Regions from separate parts of the Mus musculus genome. Here regions 2 and 3 are each linked to region 1. The links are chromatin contacts, called in public HiChIP or PLAC-seq maps. All regions are on one chromosome and are shown on one strand. Each heading gives the region's core, a stretch centred on a gene start, on an enhancer-like site or on the middle of the called end of the contact. The rest is flanking DNA. Distances are from core to core; before and after follow the strand shown.

Region 1 (3,771 bases), core at 387-2,886:
GGCTGTCCTGAAACTCCCTCTGTAGACCAGGCTGGCCTCGAACTCAGAGATCCACCTGCCCCTGTCTGCTGAGTGCTGGGATTAAAGGCAAGCACCAGCCCTTCTCAAAGGTCACATTTTGATAAATTTATCTTATCTACTCCGAGCTGGAATTGGGATGGCCTTAGGTCCTCCTTAAGCTCTAGGAGTAGCAACAGCATTTGAACTTGACAGCTGAGATAAGAACTCAGGGTGAGGATTCAAGTGGAAGAAAGTGGAAATAGGGGCTGGAGAGAGCTCAGTGGTGAGGAGCGCAACCTGCAGAGCCCCCAGTTTTGTCTCCCAGCAATCACAGGACAGACAGCTCATGGCCACCTACTACTCCAGTTCCAAGGTATCTCAGACACTCTTCTGTCCTCTGGGGGCACCAGGCACACATGTAGTGCATAGACATACCCACAAGCAAAACACTGATACACATAAATAAATCTTGAAAAAAGAAAATAGGTAGGTGACAAGAATAAAACTTTAAAGTACCATTCATTCATTTTAAATTGGCTTAGCTGATGATAGTGCTTTCTGACTAGTAATTTTTAGTGGGCAGTACATATATAACTCTGTGTGTGTGTGTGTGTGTGTGTGTGTATTCACCATATATAAGTGAAAATGTCCCATATGTATGTATGTATGCATATATGTATGTATTATGTTTGCCATATATAAGTGAAAATGTTCCAGCCATAGTTTGATTTAGATTAGTTTGAAAAATGACACAAGGCGTTGTCTTTTGTTTGTTTAGGGTTTTGTTTAGTCAAGAGTTTCTCTCCCAGAGTGGTTTGTAACTGCTCTTGTAGATCACCTTCAACTTCTGATCCTCCTGCCTTCAGTGCCCAAACCCTGCGATCCCTGGAATGTTCCGCCATGCCCAGTTTCTGCAGCACTAGGGCTCACATCCAGGGTATCATTTATGCTCAGCAAGCATTCCACAAGCTGACCACATCCCCAGGCCAAAGCAGATTATCCTTTAGTGCTAGACAGCTCAATAAAAACATGAAAGCTGAGCTGATAATGAAGAATGAGAAAAGGGTGTGGGGAGAAGGTTAGTGACAGCCACACCCTATCAAGGTTGCTGTGAGTTTCGTGCTTGTGGATGGCTGCTTTGGATTTCACTAGTGTTTTTTGAGAGTGTAGGAAGTATCCTTTGCATACTCCTTGTCAGTAGGTTAGCTGGCTCCTCTTCACCCAGATCATGCTGTATTGTAAATCCTTCAGGAACGTTCTGACAGCAAGGTCTCCAAACAATAGGTGGAGAAAATGCTACTGAACCTTGTGCTGCAATTTCTGGCAAACTGCAGCCTGTTCGAGCTGCAGCGTCTCTGTGGCTCTCCTTGCTTTAAGGGAGGGACCTTTTCTCTTTTTTGCAGTTAGAATCAGGTCTTACGTTAATTTCATTAGTATGGATTAAGAAATTAAACTATAGAGCATAGGTAGACATTGAAATGTAAATCATGAGACAATTTAAAGCGTAAAACGATTTCTTTCACGCTATTAACAGCACGTATTGCAAATTCATGCAAGGCAGTTGAGAATAGCATGCAGTGTGCTGTTTACCCAAGTTTCAGCTTCTGCCGGAGGATGTCTATTTTTGTATATTACATCATCTCTGCTAGAGAACTCCGCTGTCCACTGGGATTTACTGTTCTTTCATTCCAATCTGAAAGAGAGCTTGTATTGATGTCATAATTGGACCTATCTTTCAGTTGAAAGTAATAACAGTGCTGTGTAGCAAGTCATGCAATATTTCAAGCAATTTGTCTGTCAAAAAGATCAGTGCCACTTTGTCCTGCTTCTGACTGTGACCATGGGTAGTGTGTTTTGCGCTCTCTCTCTCTCTCTCTCTCTCTCTCTGCCTGTATGTGTTTTAAATACAGTTAACTGAAATTTTGCTTTGTGTTGCAACAGCAAAGATCCCTTTCCTGTCTGCCAGCTTCAGCTTCCCTCATGTGCCCCTCCACCCCGCCCTGTTTCTAGCATGATGTCTTACAAGCTCTTCTCTTTGGACATACCAACTTTTTTATCTTTAATCAGTGCTGAAAGGGTCTTGTTAGAATGGTTATCCGTTGCAAACAGTCTGTCTTAACTATGCATGATAATGAGTAATGAGAAATGTTCTGAGATTGAAATCCAGTGTGAAAACAGCAGTGATCATCAGATGATCTTGTAACCCTCTGGGTGACGTGCTAGCATCTAATGGAATGTGCACATGCTAGATTTTAAGGCATTTGTGAAAGGAAATGGTTTAGTTATTTATATAAGCATGATTTTAAAACATTAAGTGATCTGCATACCAGTGTAATGAATATGTATATAAATATGTATCACTATATATAAAAAAATCCTCCTTATTCTTGAAAGATTTAGTGACTGTCAGTTATATCTATGTGTTTTTAACTGATTAGGAGCAAGCTTCCAATACATTATTTTTAATAACTTTATTGAGTTATGTTTTATATAATACAATCGTCTGAAGTCTTTTCCAAAGGTCTTTTCTTGGTTAAAACAAACACAAACAGCATGTAGCATTACATTTACAATCTTAATGGTTTTTAAGCAGACATCTTGGTAATATTAAGTAAGTCAGTAGATTTTTGAACTGATAGGAACTTACACATTTTTTTATATGTTCTCTGATCATAGCATTTCTCATAGGCTAAAAATATAGGGATCTGCGGGGAGAATGGTAGAGGGGGTGGGCAGTCGTTTATGTTAATGCAATTCTGTGTGGATTGTATGTGCTCAGCTGGTGCACAGGTGGGTGTGATGTTTCCTAAAGTAGAGGGAAAGATCAAGTGGCCCTGAAATGGGAATTGATGGTTTGAATAAGGAGGGCTGATTCAGATGCTGAGGATTGGAGGGTGTAGAAGGAGACAGGACAGCAGTGGTCGAAAGTTAGCTTCAGATCAGTCCGGAAGGTCTTTTGAGTGTTGAAGAATGGGCAAACCTCAAAAGGCAACATTTCCCTTTCACTGGTTATCTTTGTTTGTACTTACTGTAAGAAGTTTGAAACTAGGCCTTAACAGAAGTTCTGGAAATCATCAGAACTTTGGGGAATACCAAGGGAAGCTTTTAGACAGAGGGTGATTTGCTATTTGTTACTTTATGCAATAAATAGTCCTCAGCCGAGTGGGATGGGCAGAGTAGCCTTGACCTTCCTGTTCTTGACATTGGCTTTAGTAAACTGAGGAGCACTTGAGAGCTTCAGTTTGGTTTTCTTTGCAGTGAACTTTGACACTTAGCGTGCACTACTGTTGATTAGAGCAGAAGAGCCCTAACCTTTCAGCAGGATTACTTGTCAGTCAGGGCCTATCACATTATAACACAGAGATAAACAGCAACTAGCAACTATGGGTTGTTTTAAGGAGCCAAGAGGCTGGCTATTGTCTGACTGTACACCTTCTTAAACTGTTTTCATTCTAGATAGTAATACCATTAAGTCAAAAGCTCAGTGAGTTCCAGTACAGCCACGGTTATATAAAGGAATTCTGTTTAAAAAAAACCTACCCCCCCCCCCAAAAAAAAAAAAAAAAGGAAAAGAAAAATTAGAGTCTGTGTTCACTTATCATTTAAAAATTGTGGTAAGGGGGCTAGAGACATGTTTCAGCAGCTAAGAGGACTCAGGTTCGATTCCCAGCACCTACATGGCACCTCACAGCTACATCATAGTTCCAGGAGATCAAATGGCTTTTTGACCAACCTAGGCACTGCATGCACCCAGTGCATGTACATACTGGC
Region 2 (3,771 bases), core at 849-3,348, 380 kb before region 1:
ATTGTTTTCTAGGCTTCAGCTGCCTGTACTGCACTGCTGCTGCTGTTATTGGTGATCATCTCATGATACTGGCATCTCCAAAATGCTACTGTCTTCCACTGTAACTTGGCTTCAACAATAGCCTCTCATAGGCTCTCTTCATGGTGCCAAGCCTCAACTCCTTTGCATGACCCCTTCAGTCCTGGGCCATCAATTGCAACTGAGGCTGCACCTTCACCAATGGCCTTCCCTGACCTCTCACGGTGCCGAGCCTCAGCTGCTTTGCGTGACCCCTTCATGCCTTCAAAACCAGTACCACCTGGGTAACTCTTACACATTACTAAGTCCAGCCACAGCCCAAGGTACAACCTTGGCCTCTGTGCTCTCCTAAAACACTTCTCAGAAGATGTCACCTCAGTGATGCTGGTCTCTTCTTAATCACGGCTAATTTCTTAGCTCCAGCTAACCAGCATCAATAGTCCCAGTAATGCAAAGGCTTCACTCTAGTGGTTCTGGTATCTTGTTAATCACAGCTGATTCTTCAGCCTCAGCTAACCAGAACCACAGAATCTTCACAATCAAAACAGCAATGGCCCTGAAAAGCGTCTTTAATCTTCCCTTGAAATTTCACAAGCCAGGCCTCCATCTTCTGCACTGTTCTCAGCATTATCTTCCAAGCTCCTATACAACATCCCACAGAGCCCTTTTAACACCAAATGGATCCTCTAGCCCAAAGTTCCAAAGTCCTTCCACAGTCCTCCCCAAAACATGGTCAGGTTGTCACAGGAATACCCCACTCTGCTGGTACCAATTTGTCTTAGTCAGGGTTTCTATTCCTGCACAAACATCATGACCAAGAAGCAAGTTGGGGAGGAAAGGGTTTATTCAGCTTACAATTCCATACTGCTGTTCATCACCAAGGAAGTCAGGACTGGAGCTTAAGCAGGTCAGGAAGCAGGAGCTGATGCAGAGGCCATGGAGGGATGTTCTTTACTGGCTTGCTCAGCCTGTTCTCTTATAGAACCAAGACTATCAGCCCAGAGATGGTCCCATCCACAAGGGGCCTTTCCCTCTTGATCACTAATTGAGAAAATGCCTTACAGTTGGATCTCATGGAGGCATTTCCTCAACTGAAGCTCCTTTCTCTCTGATAACTCCAGCTGTGTCAAGTTGACACGAAACTAGCCAGTATAACATAGTGAGCCCCTATACCAAAACTTAGTGCATATTTTTGGCACATAGCTGCTTAGCACTTGAGAGGTGGATGGTGCGGGATCATGCATTCAGGTCATCCTTGCTCGAGGCTGGTCTGGGATATATGAGATCTTGCCTCCAAAAGCCAGAAGAAAAACAAGCACTAAATAAAACACCCAAACACCCTCAGAGTTCAGCGCTGGAGCTCTAGCTCCGGCAACACCCTGAGTGCTATCCCTGCCCCCAAGTTAAAAATGTAAGAGAGGCCTTTCCACAAAAAGTCTCTTTTTCAGGGAGACTCAGGAACAGATCTAATGTGGGCCAGGTGTGTGGAGCACAAGACATATGAGGAAGTACAGAGGATTGTGAAAAATAAGGCTTACCACAGAGGTCCTCCCTGCTGATCCAACATGGCTAAAACTTAGCTGTGGTTAGAGCATGTGAAATGAGGCTTCTGGGTGCTGCATGTCTTATGACCCTGGCCATATATAGCTCTCTGCAGTGCATGCTCTGTAAGGAGCTACAGGGTGCAAAGGATTTGTGGAGAAGTTAATTGTTATAGCTTTACATCCAAATAAAAGAGAAGCAGGGGTTCTGAAAAATTCTTGTGTAAGTCCATTTCCAAACCTATTTTCTCCAGATGATAAGATTCTGGTAAGAATAATTTAGTGTTGACCATGGCAGCACATGGCAGTACATACCTGTATTGAGGAGAGGGAGGCATAAGGATCAGAAAATTCAGAGTCATCCTTGGCTACATAGAACATTTGAGGACAGCCTGGGGTATATAAGGTGCTGGTCGTTCCCCCCTGCCCCCCAAGAAAAGAATGTCTACAAATGCTCTTCAGAGTTCCAGATACCTCTGCTTGCAACTGTGTGCTCTGCTCATATGATTTTTAGGAAATGAGAGACCTGTGAATGATTTCAGACGTGATGGCCTCAATCCAACAATAGCTTAGCTTCCAAAGTTCTAAATAGGACTGGACTATTGATGCCTTTACTAAGGTCCAAATCTGGTGACAACCTGCAGACATCAGAGTTAAATTTTAAAAGTTATGTAATGCTTGTTGCTAATGTTTTCCGATGGTTGATAACCTTTTTTTTAATATATATTTAATGTGTATGAGTGTTTTGCTCAAATGTATGTATGTGCATCATGTGTGTGCCTGGTGCCTTCGGAAGGCAGAGGAGGACATTGAATCCCCTGAAGTTGGAATTGTGAATGGTTGTGAGCCACCGTGTGGGTCTTTTATGAGAGCAAGTGCTTATAACCACAGAGCTGTCTCTTTAGTCATGTAACTGTTGATAATCTTAAATTAAGTATGGCTGTCATTAATTTTACCCAAACAGAGGAATCAGCTACAACATTATACATAAGAAAGAAAGACTGTATTTGAGGTCTCTGATACTGGACCTCATAGGAAAAAAAGCAAAAACTAAAAAAACAAACAAAACATTGAAAGACTATCTTTTTTAAAAATTTATTTTATTTATATAAGTACGCTGTAGCTGTCTTCAGACACACCAGAAGAGGGCATCAGATCCCATTACAGATGGTTGTAAGCTACCATGTGGTTGCTGGGAATTGACCTCAGGATCTTGGAAGAGCAGTCAGTGCTCTTAACGGTTGAGCCAACTCTCCAGCCCGAAAGTCTTATCTTAATGCTTGCAGAGAGAGCTAGTTATTTTTCTCAGACAGTGCCCCTTAGGACAGTGAGACTACAGGCATGGGACAACCTCCTATTGCTTTCTCTTGTTACAACTACATTTTATCACAGCTCTTATCAGGGCTACTGTTTGACTCATAGGCTGGGGAACCCCTGCAACCTTCTCGCCTCCCCTCTTTCTGTGCTGTCAGCAGGCAGCCACTTCCTCAGATAACCTTTGAATAGCATTTTTTAAAAGGTAATGTGAATAGTTTAAAATTTTCCCAAGAGAGTGAGATGCTTCAGAGGGTAAAGACACTTGCCACTGAGCCTGAGGACCCAGGTTCGATCCCATATGGTAGAAGTATAGAACCAGTTCTGACCTCCAGGCACAGTACTCCACCACACCTGCAGGCACACACACAACATGTTTATAATTAAGCAGTGTTTTCCCCGTGTGGATTGTTTTGCTCCTTAGCATTAAAGAAGAGCAGTGAGAGCCTGCACCCTACCCACCTAGCTGAGTGCCAGGCTGGGCAGTCAAGTGGCAGCAGGATGGACATCCATCCCATGGTGTACTTGGCTCCTGCACAGGGGATGTTTACAGGTGAGCAGGGCAGGGTTCATGGCAAGGTGTCTGATAAGAGACTCAGTCACCCACAGAGCATATGACTGGGGCCTTGTCCTCAGAGCTAACTTAGAATCCAAACATTCTAAGTGGCAAAGGATTCAAGGTAATAGAAAACATTTGGCTCAATGCAGTAATCTCTGGTGGTTTGTACAGATGGTCACACCCAGGTGGGTACCTCTTGACAGAACAGTGTGAGGATGCTCATGAGTGAGCCTAACGCTCACCCAGGGCAAGTTATGGCCTGGCCACTGATGAATCACAAGCTTTGGCTTCTTTCCTTCCTTCTCTCACTCGTTCATTTTCTTCTCTCTCCCTTCCTCT
Region 3 (3,771 bases), core at 609-3,108, 330 kb before region 1:
TATTATAGCATCGTTGTTCATTAGTGAGTCAGCAGGCCAGTCATAGAGGAATATCTTCTTAGAGAGTAACGTGGCTCTCTCTCTTCCATGAAGGCCATGATCTCCTGTAGGAAGATCTCTGAATCAAGTCTCCGAGTCCAGTTCTATGTGAGCCGTCTGATGGAAGCACTGGGAGAATTCAGGTAAAGTTCAAGGTTGGAAATCCAACAGGAAGTGATGAGCAGTAGTATGACCAACTGTCATGAGTCTATGTCTTAAAAGAGTTGGGGGACTGGCCATATTTAGTCATCTTAGTGTCGCTACCCATGAGAGCAGGGTACGTAAAGCCAAACATTGAGTAATAACTCTCTCTGTGCCTGACAGTTCTTAATGGGGTCAGTTTTTTTGTTTGTTGTGTTCTTGGGGTGGGGTTGTTGTTTTGTGTTTATTTTAAAGTGGGGGTCTCACTATGTAGTCCTGGCTGGCCTGGAACTGCCTATTAGACTGAGCTGGCTTCAAACTCACAGAGATCCTCCTGCTTCTGCCACCTGAGTGCTGGGATTAAAGTGTGCATTACCACGTCTGGCATAATGGGATCGTTTTCATCAGAATGAACTGAACACTAATTTTAAAGATGTCTTGTAATCAGTTTCATGATCTTATATCTGTTGTCCCATTAAACTTTGAAGGCAAAGCCTTTTTATCCTTTGTACAAATGTTAAAACTGGGGTCCAAGTGTGTGGTGCTGCCTGTGCCCTGAACGAATGAAGAAAATATGTGCATGTTGTAGAGACCTAGCCAGGGCACATCTAGTGCACATGGGAGCCTGTGGTACACGCCCTGGTCTGGATAGTGAATCGAATGATGTCCCTTCTCAGATACTGAAAGCAGTTTCTAACTAATCCAGAGCTCCACCAGTTGTTGTGAATGAGCACTGGTTTTCTATACCCCTTGCCCAAAGTGTGGTTAGCAGGGTGATCTGCTATCAGATGGGGTCCCCCCCCCCCATGCTCATCTGAGTTCCTCAGAGCCAGTCTCTTAACAGGGAATGGAGTCTCACTGAAAAGCAGTGTGGCAAATAGCTGAGGGGTTAAAAACATTGCAGTTCCTAGAATGTTAGAACATTTCTTGCTGATGAGCTCAATGCTGCTTGAAGTAAAATGACTACAGCTTCCGACCTCCAGCTGTAGATAAGGAACTGTTTATGTTGATCATGTGATGAGTGCCTTGAAGGTGTTGAGTAAGCTGTCTTCATTGAGGGCAGCAGTGTCATCCTGCTGTGGCGACATTCGGAGCTGACTTGTGCTTGAGTGTCTGGATGCTAATCTAATCACACTACTAATCTTTCAGAGGTGAAAACCTGAAAATAAAGAACCAGAAATTGTGTCTATAGAGGACTTTTACAGTTAGACAGTGAGCCCTTCCAGGAACAGACAAAATAATGTACTAGTATTATTTTGGTTGGTCGGTTGGTTGGTTGGTTTTTGAGACACATTTTCAGTGCGTATCCCTGGTTGTCCTGGAACTCAGTGTGTAGACCAAGCTATCCTCGAACTCACAGAGATCCACCTGCCTCTGCCTACCAAATGCTGGGATTAAAGTCGTGTGTAACCACACCCAGCTGAGACATAAATTTTGTAGGTAAATCCTATGCCTTGCTACTATAATCATCTTCACTGCTATTGTTTGTACAGATATGTTTTTAATTGAAATAGAATGCTATCACTTTGTCCCCTCCCATGTACTCTCTTGATAACCCCTCTCATGTGTCTTTCTCACCCCTACACTCTTACGATGATAGACTGCTGCTGTTACATGCCTATATGCACAAATAGAGAAATACGGCTTGCTGAGTTTGCTCTTGTGTAGATGGTTTCAGGGATGACCACTCTGCAGTGGACAAACAATAAGGAGACTGACTCATCACTAGAAGAGGAGGCTAACTCTCCCTCTCCCAGCAGTCACTAGTTGCCTACGGTGTTTAGTTTGGGGTGGGACCCCAGGATACATTTTTCTCACTAGTGTTAATATGTCCATGTATATTGCCGTTGCTCTGCCCTTGTTTATGTGGCCATTTCTAGAAGAGACTGTTTCACTATCTCTGGTATTTGGGCACTTGCAGTCTTTCCACCCCTGCTCTGTAACTTCCCCAGAGCCACATGTGGACAGCTGTGATGTAGATTGACTCATTGAGGATGGGGTCCCCCGCATCTTTTGATCCCTGCATTGTGTCCAGTTATGGAGTCATAGCTTCTTAACTCAGTAAATGCTATCTTTGAGAGTGTGGAGTTTTTTTGTTTCCCGGTTTTGCCAAGGTAGGTTTGTGTTCTGTCCTGATCACTTTCGGTACCCAGCTACATAGTTTAGTCTGAGTATGCCTGCTCCATCTTGATTTGGGAGAGATCTGTGTTACTCATTCAGGGCTGAATTTCCTTTTTATGCCGTGGAGAGTCTGAGTAAGTTTTTACATGTGGGAGCCATGTAGCTTAAAACAGAGCCTGCCCCATCCTCACCGTACCATTAAGTATGTACATATCTGCATTAGAAGTTGGCATATGCTAGTGAGGAGGAGCCATTGTGTAATTCTTATCTAAAACAAGATAGGTGTTTGATTTAGAAAGCCAGCACGTTAACAAGAAATCAGTAGAGTTGAGTCACCTAGCAGTCTCATTTTCAACCTAGCACGTGCTTTCTCTGTCCTGCGTATCTGTGTGTGCCCCACCCACCTATTCTAGATGGAGTCTTACTGTGTAGCTGGCTGACTCACACTCACACTCAGGCCTCCTGCCTGTCTCTTCCGTGCTGGGATTACTGGTATGCCCAGCTCTTGATCTGTATTTCTTTACCATGAGAATGCTGTGTGGAGCTGAGAATGTAACTCGGTGATTGAGTGCTTGTATGGCATGCAAAGAGACCAGGATTGGATTCTCACCACCACAAAAACACCTACAAATGACTGTGTGATGTCCTAGAAACCTGTGCGGCTTCTAAGCTTGTATGCATACATTTAAAAATAGATTTCAAAAATGATTATAAATTCTGAAAAAGGACACTGAATTTTTTAACCTTTTTTATTGTGTGTGTGTGTGTGTGTGTGTGTGTGTGTGAGTGAGAGAGAGAGAGAGAGTGTGTGTGTGTGTGTGTGTGTGTGTGTGTGAGTGAGAGAGAGAGAGAGTGTGTGTGTGTGTGTGTGTATGTGTGTGAGTGAGAGAGAGAGAGAGAGTGTGTGTGTGTGTGTGTGTGTGTGTATGCAGTGTTTGAGATCAAGCACAGAGCCATAAGCATGATAGATGGGTACTACACCCTCGTACATTATTTTCTAAATGAATGTTTTTATGTTAGGGATGGTGTGCTTTTTCTCTTAAGGGTTTCTACACTGCCACCTAACTTTGCCATTGTCCTGCAGAAGCACTCAACAGATAATGCATAAATAAATGAACATTCCTGGGTCCCAATAAAACTTTATTTACAAAATGGTAGCAATCAGATTTGTGTTAGTTGTAGTTTGCCAACCTGTGTTCATTTATTTTTGAATTCCTTAAGGAATATATAGATCCAAATAACAATGTTCAGCTTTGTTCTCTGATACTAAGATACCCACAGTAACTATTTATTACAGCTTGTTCCCTCTCTTTCCTGTAGAGGGACTATCTGGAACTTATATTCTGTTCCAAGGATAGCTGAACCAGTTTGGCTTACCATGATGTCAAACACCTTGGAGAAAAACCAACTCTGCCAGCGCTTTCTCAAGGAATTTATACTTCTGATTGAACAAGTCAACAAAAACCAGTA

The links. HiChIP or PLAC-seq counts read pairs in DNA pulled down with a chosen protein or histone mark.
Region 2: an H3K4me3 HiChIP or PLAC-seq map of bone marrow-derived macrophages shows a contact between it and region 1, with 4 times the contacts expected there. The contact joins two enhancer-like sites. A contact is called at or near these places in 5 of 115 datasets of contacts at active chromatin or transcription factors (the HPC-7 cell line, bone marrow-derived dendritic cells, bone marrow-derived macrophages and 1 more) and 2 of 9 other capture datasets (adipose tissue and liver).
Region 3: an H3K27ac HiChIP or PLAC-seq map of microglia shows a contact between it and region 1, with 4 times the contacts expected there. The contact joins two enhancer-like sites. A contact is called at or near these places in 2 of 115 datasets of contacts at active chromatin or transcription factors (T-cell acute lymphoblastic leukemia and microglia) and 3 of 9 other capture datasets (adipose tissue, embryonic stem cells and pancreatic islet).

What each region holds. Positions count from the first base shown.
Region 1 is chr3:79,159,481-79,163,251 of GRCm38.p6, reverse strand. It overlaps a transcript of Rapgef2 not described here. Among named protein-coding and RNA genes, the nearest start is that of Rapgef2, 16 kb to the right of the region's middle. Within about 2 kb of position 1,636, at least 237 of the 459 cell types and tissues checked have an H3K27ac peak or open chromatin away from gene starts, as enhancers often do. A contact at or near this core is called in bone marrow-derived macrophages, liver, microglia and 1 more, where this site is marked.
Region 2 is chr3:79,537,673-79,541,443 of GRCm38.p6, reverse strand. All of the region lies in intron 1 of Fnip2 (folliculin interacting protein 2), which reads left to right. Among named protein-coding and RNA genes, the nearest start is that of Gm36442, 27 kb to the right of the region's middle. Within about 2 kb of position 2,098, at least 51 of the 459 cell types and tissues checked have an H3K27ac peak or open chromatin away from gene starts, as enhancers often do. A contact at or near this core is called in bone marrow-derived macrophages, liver and pancreatic cancer cells, where this site is marked.
Region 3 is chr3:79,489,243-79,493,013 of GRCm38.p6, reverse strand. Fnip2 (folliculin interacting protein 2) reads left to right here. Exons shown (of 17, transcript NM_001162999.2): 10 at 94-182; 11 at 3,622-3,768. Among named protein-coding and RNA genes, the nearest start is that of Gm36442, 21 kb to the left of the region's middle. Within about 2 kb of position 1,858, at least 35 of the 459 cell types and tissues checked have an H3K27ac peak or open chromatin away from gene starts, as enhancers often do. A contact at or near this core is called in microglia, where this site is marked.